5 separate regions of the Sus scrofa genome follow, and all the other regions are linked to region 2. The links are chromatin contacts, called in public Hi-C and HiChIP or PLAC-seq maps. All regions are on one chromosome and are shown on one strand. The core of a region is the stretch at or near the end of the contact, and the rest is flanking DNA. Distances in the headings are between cores, read along the strand shown. Region 1 holds the start of AP1S1 (AP-1 complex subunit sigma-1A). Region 2 holds the start of UFSP1 (inactive Ufm1-specific protease 1). Region 3 holds the start of SERPINE1 (serpin family E member 1). Region 4 holds the start of FIS1 (mitochondrial fission 1 protein). Region 5 holds the start of IFT22 (intraflagellar transport protein 22 homolog).

The links. Hi-C and Micro-C count contacts between places; a contact is called where the count stands out from the background. HiChIP or PLAC-seq counts read pairs in DNA pulled down with a chosen protein or histone mark.
Region 1: a Hi-C map of liver shows a contact between it and region 2, with 3 times the contacts expected there. The contact joins the promoter of AP1S1 here to the promoter of UFSP1 in region 2. A contact is called at or near these places in 3 of 5 promoter capture datasets (fetal liver, liver and skeletal muscle), 12 of 47 Hi-C or Micro-C datasets (embryonic fibroblasts, fetal liver, heart right ventricle and 7 more) and 2 of 2 datasets of contacts at active chromatin or transcription factors (alveolar macrophages and skeletal muscle).
Region 3: a contact with region 2 is called in an H3K27ac HiChIP or PLAC-seq map of alveolar macrophages. The contact joins the promoter of SERPINE1 here to the promoter of UFSP1 in region 2. A contact is called at or near these places in 1 of 5 promoter capture datasets (fetal skeletal muscle), 2 of 47 Hi-C or Micro-C datasets (embryonic fibroblasts and fetal liver) and 2 of 2 datasets of contacts at active chromatin or transcription factors (alveolar macrophages and skeletal muscle).
Region 4: an H3K27ac HiChIP or PLAC-seq map of alveolar macrophages shows a contact between it and region 2. The contact joins the promoter of FIS1 here to the promoter of UFSP1 in region 2. A contact is called at or near these places in 1 of 5 promoter capture datasets (fetal liver), 1 of 47 Hi-C or Micro-C datasets (embryonic fibroblasts) and 1 of 2 datasets of contacts at active chromatin or transcription factors (alveolar macrophages).
Region 5: an H3K27ac HiChIP or PLAC-seq map of alveolar macrophages shows a contact between it and region 2. The contact joins the promoter of IFT22 here to the promoter of UFSP1 in region 2. A contact is called at or near these places in 1 of 5 promoter capture datasets (liver), 2 of 47 Hi-C or Micro-C datasets (embryonic fibroblasts and subcutaneous adipose tissue) and 1 of 2 datasets of contacts at active chromatin or transcription factors (alveolar macrophages).

Annotation. Positions count from the first base shown.
Region 1 is chr3:8,879,635-8,882,334 of Sscrofa11.1, reverse strand. It overlaps AP1S1 (AP-1 complex subunit sigma-1A), which reads right to left and starts at 1,342. Exons shown (of 5, transcript XM_021086258.1): 1 at 1,204-1,342. The coding sequence starts at 1,206. It overlaps LOC110259888 (a long non-coding RNA gene), which reads left to right and starts at 571. Exons shown (of 4, transcript XR_002342304.1): 1 at 571-700.
Region 2 is chr3:8,730,909-8,733,612 of Sscrofa11.1, reverse strand. It overlaps UFSP1 (inactive Ufm1-specific protease 1), which reads left to right and starts at 1,324. Exons shown (of 1, transcript XM_003354480.4): 1 at 1,324-2,342. The coding sequence starts at 1,765. The coding sequence ends at 2,193. SRRT (serrate RNA effector molecule homolog) reads right to left here. Exons shown (of 21, transcript XM_003354479.3): 20 at 2,683-2,704; 21 at 2,409-2,599. The coding sequence ends at 2,524. It overlaps ACHE (acetylcholinesterase), which reads left to right. Exons shown (of 5, transcript XM_003354481.4): 5 at 816-1,162. The coding sequence ends at 937.
Region 3 is chr3:8,862,264-8,865,003 of Sscrofa11.1, reverse strand. It overlaps SERPINE1 (serpin family E member 1), which reads right to left and starts at 1,266. Exons shown (of 10, transcript NM_213910.1): 1 at 1,145-1,266; 2 at 65-336. The coding sequence starts at 335. All of the region lies in intron 2 of LOC110259888 (a long non-coding RNA gene), which reads left to right.
Region 4 is chr3:8,940,740-8,943,439 of Sscrofa11.1, reverse strand. It overlaps FIS1 (mitochondrial fission 1 protein), which reads left to right and starts at 1,338. Exons shown (of 5, transcript XM_021086263.1): 1 at 1,338-1,698; 2 at 2,550-2,682. The coding sequence starts at 1,654. LOC102164200 (a long non-coding RNA gene) reads right to left here and starts at 1,456. Exons shown (of 3, transcript XR_300534.3): 1 at 1,306-1,456.
Region 5 is chr3:8,980,168-8,982,898 of Sscrofa11.1, reverse strand. IFT22 (intraflagellar transport protein 22 homolog) reads left to right here and starts at 1,264. Exons shown (of 5, transcript XM_003124380.4): 1 at 1,264-1,452. The coding sequence starts at 1,414.

The DNA of each region.
Region 1 (2,700 bases), core at 93-2,592, 150 kb before region 2:
AGTGCCAGGCCTATGCCCCAGGGTCTCCTTCATGTCAGCACATGATTCCACCCTCCTCTCTCCTCAGCCACCCAGGCATTTGGCCTCTGAGATTCCTCTTTTCTTCCTTTCAGGGTGCCACCTGCTACAACGCCCACACCTCCCCAGATACCAGGTGACCAATTTCCCTTCCAGTTCCTCAGTTTGGACACAGCCATTCAGAGTGGCTCCCCTAGGGAATGTTGTGGAACAAGTGCAAGAGGGTGGAGTGGGGAAGAGTGCAGAACCCTCGACCCCGTAAACCCCGCAAACCCCGCCGGCAGCTTCCCAGTTCCAGGGGTCTGGGTCACACCTGGAGTCATCTCCCTCACCCACTAGCTCTTGTCTCCGTGTACATTCCCAGGGCCGGAATCCTGGGGATGTGGAACAACACTAGCAGGCTAAAGATCAGAATTCAAGAGAACCGATTTTTTTTTTTTGCTGGCAGGGAAGGGGTAGCACTGCTAGCGTGGTGGGAGGGCCACGGAGGGGCTGAAGGGAGCCGTGCTCCGCTAAGATGGGGGGTGGGCCGGGCAGCAGGAAGACGGAAGGCCTGGGTTCCGGAAAGAGGATGAGGTGGGGGCGGAGAGGCCAGAGCACGCGAGCCGAGGAGCCAAAAGCTGGGTCCCCGAGAGCAAAACCTCGAGACCACTTGGCTTTCCCACCTCACTCCAGCCTCTAGGTGAGCAGGGCGGCAAACCGCGGCAGGACGTCCCCTCGTCACACCCGGAAACTATCCCCTCCCACACACACGGCCCTCCCCGCCGGCGGCCGCCGCTTCTCTGTGGGCTGCACGGGTACAGTCAGTCTGGGTGACCCGAGACCCCCCTCTGCCTTCCTCCTCCGACAGGCCCCGGTGCCGCTCTTCCTCAGGCGACTTCCCTGTGGCAGGGCTCGGGACCACTGGGTTCGCGACCCGCGCGTTCCCGCTCGCCCGGGCCAGTCCCGCCGCCCCCTAGTCACCCTCTCACCCCACAAATGTGCCCCCTCCCCGCCCCTTTGCCCTTAAGCCATTTCCAGCTGCTCTTCCTTTCGAGGCCGGCTGGCCCACCCGTCCGGATAAGTAAAGGCCTCTGAGGACCGGAGGGAAGGAAACGGCTCACACAGAGGGCGGCCCCCCAGGACCCCCGCAGGTGCAGCCCACGCCCCTCGGTTCCCCCTCCCCTCCCTCTTTGCACAGCCTACCATCCTGCAGCCTCCGGCCCTGCGCGTCCCTCTTCAGCCACCGTAGGCGCCAGCTCCACTCCCTTTCAGATCCCTTCGCCTCCTTCCCTCCCTCACGCTTGAAGCCCCGCCCCGTCCGCCCCGGCACGGAGAACCCATGCGATGCGTACTGCGCAGGCGCCAACGCTGCAGGGCGCGCAGGCGGGGCTGGGGGGCGGAGAAGCGGAAGCCATGGCAACCAGGTCCTCGACTTCAGCTTTGATTAGCTCTGTCGTCATGGTAACAAGGCTGTCTTGTGGGCTGGTTGGAGGACGGGGGAGGAGGACAATGAGGTCCTCGCGCTTTGGAACCTTGGGGGGAAAAGGCGGGAAAAGGGGTGAGAGATGGGTGAGATGACCGCTGGAGTTCATGAGGAAGTAGGGTGGTTTAATGGAAGGGGCGTGGGCGACTGAGAGGGAACAAGGTGGGAACTGTCTGTGGGGAAGGAAGAATGATGAGAAAGGCGAAGACAAAGGGTGGGGGGGGCAAGCTTGAGAAAAGTATGGAGCTCAAAATAGATATCTACTGAGAACCTGCTAGATGCAACACTCAAAGTAAGAGAGATTTGTAGGTAATGAGAGAGACCAGAAATAAAAGAAAAAGGAGGGGCTGATAGAAAACTGATGTAAGGAAGAGGGGGAGCATGAATTAAGGCAAAAGAGGAAGAAGTCGAGAAAATTTTAAAAGGTTAGCATAAATCAAAGCTAGGAAAGGGTCAGTTGTAACCCAGACACAAGTGTAAAGATGAGAATTGTCATACAAGCTTTTTGGCTGAGGATGTGCATGTTTGAGTGTGTATGCTTGTGTGTGTAAAGGAGTTTGCATATAAATAGGTAAGAAAATCTCAAACTTGCTGAAAAAATGGCATATTTCTAGATAATTCTTGGAAATTAATGGTGCTATTACTTATGAGCAGCACTTGAAGCAGTTGTTGGTAAGGTCCTACCTGTCTCCACTTTGTATTCTTTTTCCTTTACTCTTTGTTATGGAGGTAATATGCTTTAGTTGCCAGAGGGTGGGCCTAATTCACCTGGGATGCAATCTGGTCTCTGATTCTTATTTGATGTATAGTCTCAAGTGGGTCATTTGGGGGGGGGTACTGCTCTCACAGCATGCAGATGTGCCCAGGCCAGGTAATCCAACCCTCGCCACAGCAGAGATCCAAGCCACCAGATCCTTAACCCTCTAGGCCACCAGGGAACTCCTCAAGTGGATCATTTAACCCTCCTTTCCTCATTTTAAAAACGAAGATAGCATTACCTACCCTGCAAGTCTGATTTCAGGCTGTATATATCTGACACACTGTAAACACCTGATTTGGGTAGGGATTACGACTATTTGCTTTTTCCACCCTCTTCCTTCTACTATTTTTTCTTCCTTTCTTTTTCTTTTCCCTTTCTCCTCTGCCTGTATCATAGTCTTGCCAACGATGTCGGCTGAACTCTCTTGGTGTTATTTTTTAGGTCAAGAATTATATCA
Region 2 (2,704 bases), core at 75-2,574:
GAGAGAGGGGTGCGGGAGCCGGCAGGGTATAACCCCTCTCTTCTCCCCCCAGCCTCGGAGGCCCCCTGCACCTGCTCAGGCCCCGCCCACGGGGAGGCTGCCCCGAGGCCCAGGCCCGGCCTCCCCCTATCCCTCCTCCTCCTCTTCCTCTCCCGGTTCCTGCGGCTGTGACCATGGCCTCTTCCCCCTCCGGCCTCAGGGGGCCCCTCCTCTAAAGAGTGGTCGGACCGTGGGGAAGGGCCCCACTCAGGGATCTCCGACCCAGCGCCCCCTCCCTCCTCAAACCGAGAAACTCAAACTGGACAGGGCTGGGGGGCTGGAGAGGACCGGTGACCCATCTCAGGGACCCACACGCCTTCGTTGTCTAAGTGGAAATGAAAAAGCCAATTTTCTTTTTTATATAAAATTATTCTTTGGAGCCTGAGCTTGGTGTTGGGGAGAGAGTGAGGCCCTGGGGCTAGATAGCACCACACAGTGGGGCTATAACCGCCAACCATTTCTGTCTCTTCTCTTTTCCCCACCAACCCACGGATCCTCCTCCTCTGACCCCTTCTGTGCCCGTCTTCCGGTCATTTTCTCCCCCTCCCTCCTCCTTCCCGCCATCCTTCTCCGGCCCCGCCTCTATCCTTGTCCTCTTTCTGGTCTTCCGTCTTCCCTCTTTCGCATATTCTCCTGATCCTCTTTCCACCATCCCACATGGCCTCCTACATTCTCCGTGTGTCCTCCCCGAACTGCCCCCCACCCACCCCCGCACGTCCATTCCCTTCCTTTCCATTGTCCTCCCCGCACCCACTTGCCGGGCGCCCTGGCCGCAGACACGCTGGACGAGGCGGAGCGCCAGTGGAAGGCCGAGTTCCACCGCTGGAGCTCCTACATGGTGCACTGGAAGAACCAGTTTGACCATTACAGCAAGCAGGATCGCTGCTCAGACCTGTGATCCAGGCGGGACCCCACGTCCCTCTGCCCTGCCCGCCTCGCCCAGCCCCCCCAGCTGTATATACTATTTATTTAAGGGCTGGGATATAACAGAGAGGATTCCTAGACCCTGCCCACCCACCTTTCCCCTGGGGCTCCCCGCCCTCTGCATGTCTCGGGCCGAGCCCCCTCCCCCACGGTGCCTTCGCCCCTCTGGGCTGCCAATAAACTGTTATCAGCCACAGAAGTGTGCGCGACTGGGGCTGGGATCTGGGAAGAAAGCCTCAACCACCGGGTGAATGGAAGCGTGGGTGCGAAAGCCGGTGGGACGGATTGATCGCTGGCGTGGGAGGGGGGGCCGGCGCCCGCCCCGCGAGGCGGAGCTCGCGCCTGCGCGGTGACGCCGGCGACGCGGCGGTGCATTGTGGGAGCCCCGCGGCTCGGCCTCGACGTTAAGGGGCGGCCTCTCTCTCCGCTGCTACGTGGGGCCCGCACGCCGAGTCTGCCCGCAGCTGGCTCGAGCCTCGGGGCCGAGAGGACGCGCTGGAGCCCGGAGTTCGCTTCGCGCCGCACGGAGACCGCACCTGCCCGGCCCAGCGACCACCGCGCCCACCCACCGCCCTGGAGCCGCTGAAGGATGTCCACTTGGGCCTGGACCCGCCCGCCCGCGGCCCCGCTCGCCTGGCTCTCCTCTCGGGCCATTACCTCTATTACCACTACGGCTGCGACGGCCTGGATGACCGGGGCTGGGGCTGCGGTTACCGCACTCTGCAGACTTTGTGCTCGTGGCCAGAGGGCCGGCCGACGGGGGTACCCGGGCTGGCTGCCGTGCAGGCGGCCCTGGAGGACATGGGAGACAAGCCACCCGGCTTCCGGGGCTCTCGGAGCTGGATCGGGTGTGTAGAGGCCAGCCTCTGCCTGGATCATTTCGGGGGGCCTCAGGGGCGCCTATGCCACGTGCCCCGTGGAGCAGGGCTTCAGGGGGAGCTGGAGAGGCTCTACTCTCACTTTGCAGGAGGCGGGGGGCCTGTAATGGTTGGCGGGGATGCAGATGCCCAGGCCAAGGCCTTGTTGGGAGTGTGCCTGGGGCCAGGCACAGAAGCCTATGTCCTGGTATTGGACCCTCACTGCTGGGGTGCTCCGAAAAACCCCAGTGAATTACAGGCTGCTGGGTGGGTGGGCTGGCAAGAGGTAAGCACAGCCTTTGACCCCAACTCCTTCTACAACCTGTGCTTGACCAGCTGTAACTCGGAAAAGCAGCGAAATGCCTTGGACTGAGGCTAAGATCCCAGAACCAAAACATCTCTAGTTCCATATACACTCACCTACCCCCAACTCAAAGGCAGAGGCTGCCTGACATCAGGCCCCCAGGAAGTCCCAGCAAAACCTGGGACCTTTGGTGTCAATAAAGTGGCAAGGCCCAGCTACCCATGGCCCCAGTCAATCTTTGGGAGAATGTGGGGAGGTGTATATTATACACTAAGTAAAGAGTGTGACCGTGGAAGTGCTTTTATCGGCAGTAAGGCTGAACGTACAAAAACTTCTCAGAGTTGGATGGGACAAAGCAGTCATATTTGTAGATGATACCAGGAGTGAGGAAAAGATGGCTCAAAAGAAATCCACGTCGTCTGGAGCATCCAGGTCACGGTATTCCACAATGGCCCGTGGGTCTCCACGGACCATCCTTTGAGATAAGAAAGAGGTAAGATAGGATGATGAGAGCTGACCCCAAAAGGGAGCAAGAATATTTAGGCAGCCCATTCTCACCTGTTTCGAGGTTTCCCAGGAT
Region 3 (2,740 bases), core at 17-2,516, 130 kb before region 2:
GGTTACGCCCCTGTCCTGGGAAGACTGCTGGAGTGCCCGCCCCCCACTCTGCCCCATCGCTCACCCTCAATCTTGAACTGCATGGCCTCTTGGATCTGCTGCTGGGTGTCTCCCGCCGTGGTCAGCTGCAGCATGGCCAGGACGGAGGCCACCCCATAGGGTGAGAAAACCACGTTGCGGTCCTTGGAGGCCTGTACCACCTGCCGAAACACCTTCACTCCAAAGTCTGTGGCCAGGCGGGCTGCCAGAGACTGGTGATGGGAGGAGGCAGAGCCTTCGGCAAAGATAAGGGCCAGGCCCATCGCTAGGCAGGCAAAGACCAGCGACATCCGCATCCTAGAGCAAGAGGAAAAGGATCAGATGAGGGAACGGTTCTGGAAGAATGGTGAGTGGGGAGGACTGATGGCACCCCAGCCACGGGCCAGGCTCCCTGAATGTGCTGCTGGCAGGTGATAAGTGAATACAAGGTCCAGGTTCATTAACAAACCTTGATGGGATCAGATCCTAAGCCTTTTCTCCTCTGCCTCAGCTCCAGGGAGACTGTTTTTTTGTTTTGTTTTGTTTTGTTTTGTTTTGTTTTGGTTGCACAGGTGGCATGTGGAAGTTCCTGGGCCAGGGATCAAACCCATGCCATAGCAGTCACCCAAGCCACTGCAGTGACAACGCCAGATCCTTAACCTGCTGTGCCACAGGAGAACTCCCCCAGGGAGACTTACATGCCTTTTTCACGTGTGGGACTCTTGGAACCCACTGGCACCACCCTCCAGAAAATCTCCTTTCCAGGAGGCTGAAAGGCTGAATTCTAATAACATCTTGCATTCGCATGCTGCGTTTTAATTCCCTTCTAAGGCTTTCATGTTGTTTCATTCAAGTTGGCAGGCATGAAAAACCCCTTTCCTGAGGAGGGAAAGGGGTGGGTCTTGGTGGAGAGGGTCAGAGAGTGGAGGCCCTTGTTTCTGGGTGGTGGGATCGTTGGTGGGGCCACCTTCACCACCTCCCCTGTGATCACGCTACGACAGGGTCAACACAGGGCTGCAGGGGGAACCAGAAAGAGGAACATTGCAGGTCGCGGGCCAGATTCTGCAGAGGGGTGTTCTCCGCTGTAGCCCAAGGTCTGAGATGAAGGAGTGTGCTTTTCTCTTACCTGAAAGTCTCAAGGTGCCTTGTAACTGGCTGGCGACTCAATCCTCTTGCTGCCTCTTGCTGACGGCGATTCCTCTGCGGGCCAGGGGGTGTGGCTCCCTTGACAGCGTTCTTGACTCTGCAGCCAGAAGCAGTTGTGTTCCCCTGCAGGCTGCTGCCTCCCTTTATACCCGATGTGGGCCGGAAATAGATTAACTCATGGTTTGGCCCCACCTACTTTCTGGCTCTGGAAGTTGTCTGAACATCAGCCCAGGGGAGGGGGGGGGGCTTGTTGGGACTCACTGAGGCGTGTGTGTGTGTGTGTGTGTGTGTGTGTGTGTGTGTGTCTGCGCGCGTGTGTGTGCGTGCAGCCCTGCGTGTGTACGTGAGGGAGAGGGCTCCAGAACAATTGAGCAAACCCTGGTTGCTGTGGCCTAAGGGCCACCCTTGACTTTGCCACCCTTCGCTGCTGGATGTTATGCTAGCCTTGACCCCTGGCGGAGCCAGAGGACCAAAAACACCCAGTGTGCACCTTCCCAGGCTGGGCCCTGGGAAACAGTTTACACTTCCTCCTTTTCCTTTGGAGAAACAAGTCCCTGCAAAGTTATCAAAGAAGCTAAAAGAGCCTGCAAATTTTATCTGCCAGCCCCGTGCACTGGCTGAATTGGGAAGCATGTCCCACCCTCCTCTTGGCCGCATCCCAGCAGCCGGAGGGCACAGAGCGTGCCATGTGATTGTCTGGGCTTTGACTGTCTAGGACATGAGCCTGGCAGAGGGTTCCCTCCCATCTTTCCTGCCAAGTGCCTGCCACCGGTGGGTGATTCGCAGCTGACTCCCCCACGTGTCCAGACTTTGGTGGCGCCCCCAGGGCGCTCCTTTGTGTCAACGGCCCTGTCTGGCTGGGGTTTGAGGTGTGCTGGGTGGGGTGCTGGGTCACCAAAGTAAAGGAGTCAAGCCTGGGCAGGGAAGTAGGAGCCCAACGTGTAGGTTTGATTTCTCTAAGCTTCTCTAAGCTGCCTGCTGTGACTGGAGACAATTATGCCTTCGGCTTTTCCTCCAGACACAGCTGTTCGGAGGGCTGGAGCGGCGGGAGGCAGTGGGATCCAAGTAAGGGCATCAATTCCCAGTGGGTCTGCGGGGTGTGCTTTTGGGCTCTGGGGTTCGGGGCGGAGAAGAGGCCAAAGACTTGTAGACATGGTGGACTTTGGCCAGAGGGGAGTGTGTAGGTGCATTTAGGGATCTGGTGGGATCAGGTACTCTTGGCTGTGTGGCCTAATGTTCTGGACAGAGGAGGTCCTGGGGTGGGGGCGGGGGTGCCCTTGACCTGGGGGGGCCACATCATCATATACTTTGTGTAGGTGGTGGGATTCATGGAGAGTCTCCATGGAGACAGCCAGTAGCAGAGTCACAGGAAGTTTAAGTGGGTGGAAGCGTGGGGATGTTTGTTTTGGATTTTTTCAGTAAACAGATACCAAGGGCAACCACAGCTGGACGGCTTTCCCTCTTTCATTCTGCCTCTGCCTCTGCCTGTTTTCTCCGTTGCCCCTGGGAGCCAGGTGGGGATGTGGGGTGGCAGGGAGAGAAGGGGAAACCTCAGATGGAAAGTTGGGATCACAGA
Region 4 (2,700 bases), core at 89-2,588, 210 kb before region 2:
GAGTAACGTCCTGATAGAAATAATGCCCTTTTGGGAGTTACTGTCGTGGCTCAGTGGTTAATGAATCCGACTGAGAACCATGAGGTTAGGGGTTCGATCCCTGGCCTCGCTCAGTGGGTTAAGGATCCAGCATTGCCATGAGCTGTGGTGTAGGTCGCAGATGCGGCTCGGATCCCATGTTGCTGTGGCTCTGGCGTAGGCCAGCGGCTACAGCTCCGATTGGACCCCTAGCCTGGGAACCTCCATATGCCTCAGGTACGGCCCTAGAAAAGGCAAAAAGACATAATGCCCTTCTGCTTTCTTATATTCCCTGCCTTGCCAGTACTTGCCGTTTCCTGTTGTCACCCATCTACCTCATATTAGGTATGTCTTTTTATTCTCTCTGCCTACCCCAAGGCCCAGCCAAAATTAGGTGTTCAATACGTCTTTCAATGAATGCAAATTTTTCTCCTTGACTGTTCTGGAGCCAGTTCCCTAAACTAAGGTTTCTCTCAAAGTTTACTGAGCTCATGTCAAAGTCATTTCAACTGTCCAAGCCAAACAGAGAAGAATAATTTGCCTACATAACTCACAAGGCTATTATGAGGGGGAAATAAATTCAAGGGGCTTTGCGAACAGGAAAGGTGTTTGGATGATAATCCCCTGCATGTGCACTGCCTTCATTACTGTTGTTGGCTTTATTTCCTGTTTATTCAACAAAGATTTACTTGTTACCTTGTGCTAGGAGCCGGAGACGGCAGAGACAAACAAGATAGTCTCTGTCCATGGAACTTATATTCACATGTCTACTAGAGCACTGAGGGTCAAGGTAAAAAGAATTTGAAAATCACTACCTACCCAGTCCCCTCACTGCACAGAACACAGATGCCAGAGCAGCCAGCAGCATTTCCCCTTTTCATGCTTTGTTGCTTCTCACTGTCAAGGTCCTTATTGCCCATAACCCCACTTGGCCGGCCTTTCCTCCTTGGGTACACCCAGAGGATGCTCTATCAAATAATATTTAAAAGATTGGACCCTCTGTGCAAGCAACGACAACAGCTTTTCTTTAAATTCTCATTCATAGTATCCCCCCCCAACCCCCACCACAGTTTCTGGGTGTACGCTTAACAGATCCATTTTCTTTCCTCTTGCATTGTAAGAGGCAGCAGGGGCCCTGGAAACTCTGGTACTAGTTATAATTTTCTTACAGGTACTGAAAGGTCACGTATTCGCTAGCGTCCTAGGTACCTCAGAGGAGAGAGCTGAGGGGCGGAGGGTAGATTAGACTGGTCCCTAAAATTATGTGATCCATGCCTAGTTCCCCACCTTCTCTTTACGCTGTTATCAGTCCAGGGGTCAATTACCAAGACGTAGTCTCAGACTTTATTGAGGCAACCTCAGTATTCTGAGGCGCACGCAGAGTACCCTCGAAGACAGTCTTGAGGACGCAGCCGGCTCCCGCGAGACCTGTTGGAGCATGCGCATCAGTAACCCCACCCACCAGCCGGCTGAAAGGCGGGCTCGGAGTCGGCCACGTAAAGCGATTGGTTCTGCTCAGGGGGGGGGGGTCTGACTTCCGCCGGACGCCGGAAATGGCTCTCCGCCCCTGTCAGTGGGCCATGGAGACTGTGGCACAGTAGCGTCTGAGTAGTGAGGATTGCGAGGCCGACGGCCATGGAGGCCGTGCTGAACGAGTTGGTGTCTGTGGAGGATCTGCTGGTGAGGCCCGGCCCCGAGGGAGGGAACAGGAAGATTCGGAAGGGCGGGCCCTCAGGAGAGTGGGGTAGGGGCCAAACCCTCCTCCCAGCATCAGCTTTGCCCTGGGAAGCCGAACTACGGTTCCCGGCAGCCCCTGCAGCGTCCGGCTGCTGCCTAGAGGTTCCAGTTTGCCCCAGAGGCTAATGTGAGATGTAGTTTCCTGTGCTACCACGCCTCAGATTCAGGGCCTGGAGCCTGATGGGGGCTGGGTCCGTGCAGGATCTAGGAGGTCAGGGAGCACCTGTTTTTTGAGTGCTCTCGTGGCATGGTAACAGGGCGACCACCATAAAGTTTCATAAATTGCTCACTGAACCCGGCACGGTGCCTGGCAGGGGATATCTCAATCTTTGTAGCTCTAGTAGGAGGTAGGCACTATTTTTGTTCCTGTTTTGCAGATAAGAAGGGGTCCAAACCCGGCAGGGTGGGGATGGGAGAAGCAGTCTCCGACTAGAGAGTGCGTGGGCTGTTGTTGAGCAGTTCTGACAGCTTGTTTACTGTTCAGCCTCACGGGGTCAGCTGCTCCGGGAGCGGTGCCTGGAACTGCCACCAGGTGGCATCTCCACTCGGTGCCACTAGGGGGAGGGGAGCAGAGGGGGGACCATCCAAGGAGACAGACAGCCCACTGCTAAGAAGCAGAATGCCTGGGCCGAGGGATGGAGATGGCAGAACCAGGGATACTAGACCCCACAACCGACAAGGAAAATGTGGCAGAGGGAAAGATGGAGGGTAATGAGGAAAGGGACACGAAGGTCCTGATAGAGAGTGGCTTACCCCCTTCATTTCTAAATGACTCCTCTCCTCTCCTGTGGCAGAAATTTGAAAGGAAATTTCAGTCTGAGAAGGCAGCAGGCTCGGTGTCCAAGAGCACGCAGTTTGAATATGCCTGGTGTCTGGTGCGAAGCAAGTACAACGATGACATCCGTAAAGGCCTTGCTCTGCTGGAGGGTGAGGTGCTAAGCTGGC
Region 5 (2,731 bases), core at 15-2,514, 250 kb before region 2:
TTATTTCCGCCTCAGTATCTTTGCCCTGCTGTTCTGCTGGAATGCTCTTCCCCTAGATCTTAACATGGTTAATTTGAGCCCTCTCTTCACTTAGCTTTGGGTATGTGCGAGTGAGCACAGCTCAGCAACGCCAGGTCCTTAACCCACTGACTGAGGACAGGGATCGAAACTTTGTCCTTATGGATGCTAGTCAGATTCATTTCCGCTAAGCCATGCTGGGAACGCCTTAGCTTTCTCCTTTAATGTCACCTCTGCAGCAAGGTCTTGCCTTCACTACACCATCCAAAATTGGCTCCTTCACACTCCTCACCTCTTCAGTGATTTATTTTTATTCATAGCACTTACCAACGTCTAAAATTGTCTCTACCAGAGACTAAGTTGTTAACTTGTTTACTTAATATCCATCTACTCCACTGGAGTGAAAGCCTCAAGAGGTACAGGCACATCCTCAGTACCTAGAAGAGTGCCTGGTATACAGCAGGCATTCAAAAGATATTTATCAATTAACGACACCTTTAAGTTGGGGCAGACTCTTCCTTACAGTTCAGTTTGTACTGCAAAAAAGTTCTTTGCAATTCAAACAAAGATTTGGTATTGGATTTATTTACTTATTTTCGTTATGCTAGCATTCTGGGGGGTCTAGCATATTTTGTATTGGCACGCTTGGCACACAGATACAATTTCAAGGCCTCACCCAAAATTCTGTACCGGCCCTGTAATTTAAAGCTGCCCTAATGACTGAATTTAACAGCAATGCGTTCAGACACCTGCACTGACAGCGAACAAGGCCGAAGCATTACAATCCTTTTCGTTTCTCCCAGATTATCCAAAAGCCAGTGAGGGGTGAATCTCTATTTAGAGACTCGTTTTCCCCTGACCTTTTCTAGACTGGGCCAAGGATAGGATAACTCCGTTCCCAAGGTGGGCAGTATCATGCCAGAGTGATAAAAGCGTCAGAGGCTGGTTCCAACACCACCTCACCTGCTGTTTGGCCTGTTTGACCTCTTTTGGGGTTAGAGGGCGGAGTAAAGGAGATTGGGGATCCACATTCCGCCTCCTCCCTGCAAAGTGTGATGCCAGATTGGTGAGCTCTGCGGGCTCCACTGCTCAGAATCAAAAATGGATCCGGATTTTTTGTTTCCTTCCCACCCTCTTCCTTTGCCTTGCCGCCCACCTCCAATCCGAAGCTCACGTTGTGCATCAGGGAGCCAGCAGAGGATACCAGAGCCCTTGGTGCGCCTAGCTCCGCCCCCGTAGGAACCCGCCCACTCCCGTCGGCCCCCGCGGCCGCTCCCGTCTCCATGGGGACGAAAGCAGCCAACCAGCGCGGCGACTTCAGCTCCGCCCTGAGGACCACTCTGACTCGGGCAGCGCCCAGGTGGGCTCCAGGGGGCCTGCAGACGGTGGACGGCGATGCTGAAGGCCAAGATCCTCTTCGTGGGGCCCTGCGAGGTGAGGCCGGAGCCTGCGGGGCGGCAAGCCGGGCAGACCAGCGCGGGGTCGCCCCCAGCGGCCGTGTTTTGCGCCCAAAGCCCCACAGGAGCCGGGAGCCCAGTCCTACCGCGCCCACCCTGGTGTGAGCTGCTGGCTTCACCTTGAACTCGGGGCTCCCAGACCTTGACTCGGTTGTACTAAGGCCTGAAGGCCCAAGGTAGTGAGTGGCATTATGGAATCAGAACCTAGATCTCACGACTCTCCTTTGCGCCCATGACTATCCCTAATGAAATATGTCTGCCGGGTGAGAAAAAAACGGAGGAAAAACTTATCGATTACGTGGTCGTGGAACAGTTAGCTTTTAATGTGTGTGGCAGTCGGGGAGAGGGAGGAGTGGGATTAAATCTAGCTTTGTACTTCACACCGTACACAAGAATAAATGTGTAAAACAATTTTGTTAGTAGTAAACGAATAACTCTTCAACTTCAGCACGCATCAGAATTGCCTTGTGGTCTTGTTAATAGCACACTTTGCCCATCCTATCCCAGAGTTAATGATTCAGTGGGTCTGGGAGGGACCTGAGAATTTGCATTTTTTGCTGATGCTGGTTGTCCAGGAACCACCATAGTAGATGAACATGTGGAAAGATGTGTTTTTTTTGTTTGTTTGTTTGTTTTGTCTTTTTGCTGTTTCTTTGGGCTGCTCCCGAAGCACATGGAGGTTCCCAGGCTAGGGGTTGAATCGGAGCTGTAGCCAGTGGCCTACGCCAGAGCCACAGAAACGCGGATCCGAGCCGAGTCTGCAACCTACACTACAGCTCACGGCAACGCCGGATTGTTAACCCACTGAGCAAGGGCAGGGACCGAACCCGCAACCTCATGGTTCCTAGTCAGATTCGTTAACCACTGCACCACGACGGGAACTCCGAAAGATGTGTTTTGAATCTGGAGACAGGGAAGGTCTTCTTAAAAACAACACAAAAATGAAGAAGCCTTAAAAGAAATATTAAAGTTAAAGCCAGGGGAAAGTATTAGAAAAAGGCATGACAGAACGAGGATTCATAGGTAAAACAAACATACAGGAAAGTTTGAGAATGAGTAAATAAAAGAGAAGCAGCTCAATAGATAATCTAGCAAAGTCTGTGCACAAGAAATAGACTTGACCAGTAAGTATGAGAAGATGCTCAGCCTCACAATCACAGGAACACAAAACAAAAAGATGACACTGATTTGCTTGGCAGTTTGGATGAGAAAAGTTTAGATGACTGATGATGTGCCATGCGAGGATGTATGGGATG